Regions from separate parts of the Triticum aestivum genome. Here region 2 is linked to region 1. The links are chromatin contacts, called in public HiCAR-type maps. All regions are on one chromosome and are shown on one strand. Each heading gives the region's core, a stretch centred on a gene start, on an enhancer-like site or on the middle of the called end of the contact. The rest is flanking DNA. Distances are from core to core; before and after follow the strand shown. Region 1 has its middle 17 kb from the start of LOC123137021. Region 2 has its middle 46 kb from the start of LOC123137021.

Evidence for each region. HiCAR-type assays count read pairs that join an accessible place to other places.
Region 2: a contact with region 1 is called in a HiCAR-type map of leaf, with 9 times the contacts expected there. The contact joins two enhancer-like sites. A contact is called at or near these places in 3 of 5 Hi-C or Micro-C datasets (leaf and an unstated tissue) and 1 of 1 datasets of contacts at active chromatin or transcription factors (leaf).

What each region holds. Positions count from the first base shown.
Region 1 is chr6B:304,428,305-304,431,004 of IWGSC CS RefSeq v2.1, reverse strand. It overlaps the pseudogene LOC123137020. Among protein-coding and RNA genes, the nearest start is that of LOC123137021, 17 kb to the left of the region's middle. Within about 2 kb of position 1,329, at least 1 of the 8 cell types and tissues checked has an H3K27ac peak or open chromatin away from gene starts, as enhancers often do.
Region 2 is chr6B:304,491,493-304,494,192 of IWGSC CS RefSeq v2.1, reverse strand. No RefSeq gene overlaps it. Among protein-coding and RNA genes, the nearest start is that of LOC123137021, 46 kb to the right of the region's middle. Within about 2 kb of position 1,437, at least 4 of the 8 cell types and tissues checked have an H3K27ac peak or open chromatin away from gene starts, as enhancers often do.

The DNA of each region.
Region 1 (2,700 bases), core at 80-2,579:
TGGATATTGCGAATATAAGATGAAAGCTTTATTGATCAAGGTGGGGTTCTGTGACGCCTTTGTCTGGTCATTGAACACAAACGAAGTACGCGAAGTTGCAGCTATGGCGAACTTTAATCTAAACAAAACCCAAAGTCTAAACGGTGCCCTAAGGGCTGTATATATGGAGGAAGAGAGGGGGAATTTCGTGGCCCTTGGTGGAGGGGTCCGAAATCAACCCTATCTCTTGTTTCCCCACACATACAGACTCTAAAAATAGCCTATACTAATGTATTTCGAAATTACATGGGCCTGGCCCAATAAAAAGGTGACGCAGCACCTATAATAGCCTCTGGACGAAATTTATGAAGTGGCATCTTGTATATTTCGTCCAAGGCTTCATGCACTCGTTATGGTGGCTTCAAAGACCTGAAATCATCACTCGTAACTCCGTTCTTGTTCCCCTCGCGCATGCCATCATCTCCATGCTTTCTCTTGCTCCAATGTTCATCCTTCTCCAAGCTAGGCCCTTCATTGGTAAGCAAAACAAATGTATCCAATTTAGGCAGCATCATATTCTCATGAACATTAGAATCATTACCAAGAAACGTAAGTACCTGGTAATTTAGTTGACGTGCGCGAGCTCTAGTAATTGGTCCAGTATGTATAGCAGCAGGGGCTGTGGCTGTAACAATGGTATTGATGTCCTCATCAACAAGCATGGAAGAACAGGGAGGTTACGCCGTGAGGACACGCCGGTTCTCAGAGGGGGGCAATGTCAGGTATCAGCCACTTACGATCAAGTTCAGTTAACTGTAGCCATCCGGCAAGTAACGCTTCAAGCCAATCGGACGGCCATCATCACTCAGCAAGGATAGGCTTTACCAGGACCGTCCGATCGTCTTTACAGCTGTACCGTTTCTTTTCGTTGTCGCTGCAGTAGCTGTCCCCTTAGCCTATAAAGAAGATCAAGTTCAGTTAACTGTAGCCATCCGGCAAGTAACACTTCGAGCCAATCGGATGGCCATCATCACTCAGTAAGGATAGGCTTTACAAGGACCGTCCGATCGTCTTTACAGCTGTACCGTTTCTTTCCGTTGTCGCTGCAGTAGCTGTCCCCTTAGCCTATAAAGAAACCTGGCTGTGGCTGAGAGAGGGTATCGTTTATTCTGTAAATTCTTGCCTTCGAGCAGAAGTAATACTCCATAAACATATATCTTTTAGTAGAAATATAAACTTCTGGATCTACGATCCCCTTTTTGCCCCAAATCGCTCTAGATATTCGCTTGCATCTCAATTGGGGCCTGACAAACCAACCCGTACGCAGATACTCCCTCCGTTCCAAAATAGCAAAGGATCACTCGGCTGGACCAGCGGCATCGATACGCCCATTTGGCTCAACATCGCCAAGCGCATCCAGTTGAACACCACCACTAAAATCCCCAAATCATGCATCAAATATTCTTCTGGCGTTACACTGTAATATATATAATTGATGCATAATCTCAAGAGGATTGCAAAAATGCATACAAGACAGACATGAATACTCAAGAATTCATATCATTAGTTGTGAGTTTTGCATGGCAAAATGTAGCATATACAACTTAGGTCACAGCCCATCACATGCAGCACGAGTTGCAAACTTATTGCAAGTCTGGACCACCAACAAATAGAACAAGGGGGGAGAACTACAAGTCAATACTTTTTATGTCCACACATGTTTCACCGTTGGTGACAGCAGATGGTTAACCCTGGCTACGCGGCATTACATTACATTTCAAGACAAGCAAATTTCTTGCGTCCACCGTAAGCACATATTTCCTGTGACCAAGTGAAATTAGAATCAGCCTTGCTATCTTCTGCTTTGTCCTCCAACTGCTGGTGTTTTGGCTACACATGCAGCTACAATCATATCTTGGGACCCAAAAACTTTGGTGCGATTAGAATTTGTGTTTCACATTTACTAAAGAATCACAAGGAAATAGTCTGCTATGCTTGGAGTTGATCTCGTGGGTGCCAACCGCCTCTTTCGACCCCCAATCACGGAATTGACGACCATTTTCCTGGTTGCATGTGCAAGGCCCAAGCTTTCACGTTGAACAAACCAAAAACAGTGAATCTTCTCTAGCACATTCCCTATGCACAATACATGTACAAGCTATTTCCAGCAGCACACGCAATGGAATTCTCAGTTGGGTGCCACGCAAGATGGAGTAACTTTGTTGAGAAGTCATTAGAATTCCCATTGCCATCGGCTCCTGCATTTTCACCCCCTGTGCAACATTTGCACAAGGAGAAGTAGGTCAATCTACTCTACCTATGTGACAGAAATAATCACATCTATGATACAAGAGACACTTACCTCTCCTCACAGCACGAGTCAAAGAGGTCAGCGTTCTTGTAGGCCTTGTTGGATTAGCAACCTGACGCCTATACGGTTTTCAATCCCAACAAACCAAGAAATAATTAGCCAGGTTTAGAAAACATAATTTATGTTAGGAGTGTGGGTCGGTCAACATTCTTGTGTCTATACCTACTACTAATTGGTCACTGTTCACCTATGTCGAGTATTTGGTAATCCCACCAACTTGGCATACGAATCATAAATTAAACATATAGAAGAAATCTAGGTAGCTCCAGAATAGCAGGAGAATAGGCAGTGGCATATTATTGAACTAAGTGAAGCATAAAATTATGTCGGATGCAAGGTGCTTATGAATT
Region 2 (2,700 bases), core at 188-2,687, 63 kb before region 1:
TAAGTGATCATTTGTTCTTAGTTTCTGACATCTAAGTAAATAATTTTCATCCATATGGACTGGGTAAAATGAGACAAGCAGAAGTTATTAGTACAACAAAATGACGGATTTTATACACAAATATAAATGAATTTCCTTTCTTTCTTTGCCAAAATATAAAACCATGTGCATCTTATTAGTAGCAAATACTACTATTTTTTAAACTCATAAAAGATGTTCAAACTATTCCAAAAAAATGTTTGATGATTCAAAAAATTCTTTCAAAAGATGTTTGCGAAGTGAAAGATTGTTCATAAATTTGAAAAATGGTCGAGGATCTTAAAAGTATTCACAAAATCAAAAATTGTTTGTGAATTTTTAAAATATTCATGAGTTCAAAAAGTTTTTTTGAAAAATGTTTGCGAATTCAAAAACAGTATGTGAATTTTCAAAATTGTTCTTGGGTTTAAAAATGTTCACTAATTCAAAGACGCTGGAGAAAGACACGACCAAAGCCTGTACATTAGCTGGCCCATACTGTGTGCGCTTTTCCATGTTATTCACCACGGTACGCGGGAAATAGGAACTGCCACCCATTCTGCCCTGCATGGCTCCGAACTTTAGATTTAAATTTTGTAATTTTGCGGTGAAAATAGCTGCTGTTTTGCCTTAGAAATGAGTCCCACACACACATTTGTATGTCCAATACAACAAAATTTGCTCTCAAACCCAAAATTATTTTGTAAATTTTTTAATTTATCTGTAGAATATCTACGGACTCCCACACGCACATGTTTATGATCTTGATATTTGATGGACCTGATTCTGGGAAGGGTTATCCCCGGGGACCCATTCATTTGCTTCTAGAAATCTTTCTTGGGCATCGGTGTGACTTGTGACAGAGCGCCACATCGAACGCCCAAATATCACAAAACCTGCAACAAATCTTTCTTGGGCATCGCTATGACTTGTGACAGAGCGCACGAGCAACTAACAGTGTCACCGGAACAAGACGCTCCAGCGCGGCCACGCCGCACGGGGGACGGGGCCGTACAAAAGATCAGTACGACCCACCGGGCTAGCCTAGCCTAGCCTTGCCGGAGAAGTTTACACAACTGTAAGGCCACCTCATATGACAACATTACCGAAAAATGTGTGTGCAACCTTGAACAGTCGTTCCATGGAAGGATGTCGACCGTTGCGAGGACAACGTTACCCATAAATGTGTCTGTACGCTTGAACAGGTGCAAGTCTTTGCATGGAAGAATATCGATCGACCGGGTGATCTCGTCTGAGAGCATACCAACACCAGCATTCCTTGCTTAATTGTGCACCCCCGTACCCGTGAATGTGTTGGCCAGTTCTCGTCAAGTGGATCGGTAATGGCGTCCAGAAGGAGGGGAGGCGTGATTGTGGACCTAGGCGGCTCTACCTACAGGTTGTAACAGGACAGGTATTCGTTGCGCTTGCAGTATTGTATGCCAAGGCACGGGTCAAGCTTTTTCACGATACGCCGCATTCAGAGGGTGCTTGGATACGTTTTAGTCTCATGACTAAAAGTAGTGGGACTAAAACTTGTTAGCCTCATCCATGCTTGGATTAAATACTAAAGAGACTAAAATCAAGTTAATGAACATTTATTATCCTTCGAACCCTTCAATCCAGAACTCGTCTATGTTAAAAAAGAGAAGTTAAATAAGGAGAGAGAGGACTAATCCACATTTTAGTAGGAGTACCCCTAACTAAAATTTTTTAGTCTCAAGACTAGTTTTAGCCCCATTTTAGTCAGGGGTATTTGAAACTTTAACCTCTTAAAAAGATTATTTTTAATCAGACTAAAATAAGTCTCTTGGATTCAAACACCTTCTCAGAGACAATTCGTGTTGTCACATGTCATGGAAAAACGGGACCAAAAACAAAAATCACACGGTCGCATGTGCGTGCCAAGGCAGTGACAGTCACAGTCTTGGCGCACCTTCCTAGTACGTTAGCTGAGATGCTCTCGCGCGCGAGGGAACATGGACGTAATTAACACTGATGTGATGTGATTTGCCAAGATGGTCCATTGCACCCAACCGGAACGGGGTAACCACCACAAGCCCATTAATTCGCCCTAAGTGTTACGCACCTTGCTCTTGCAAAATATATTGTCCGCTAATCTTCTTCGTTTAATCAAGCATCTCACACACAGGACCCTATATAAGGAACGAACAACAAACATGTCTCAAAAATTTACAAACAAGACCCTGAACAGGAAAAAAATAGCGATCACCTCCAAAGTTGCATCCCCGTGGCTCCAACCTCGCCGGCATCGGTAATAAGACCAGTTGGTCTGCCGAAACTTTTACATCAGGTCATCGTAGACACCACCTTGAAACATCAATGCATCCCAAATGACATCATGGCTAGGACGAATGAAATTCGCCGCCCTTCGTCCCGAGGATGCGACGGATCGTCAGAGACAGCTGGTCAGCCGACATGGGCTCCGTGGCTCCTTCAAATCCATTGACGATGATGTGTATGATCCCCATCGTATGCCTCCAATAGCAGTGGCAGAGCCAGGAATTAAATATCAGGGGGGCCAAATGACACAAACTTTTCATCTCAGGGGACAAACTGCGGTAATGCATGTATTGTTTTCTAAATTTGGCACTGTTCATCTCTAAATTAGGATCAAATCAATGATGTTAGGGGGGCAATGCCCCTGCTGGTGTCTCCGCC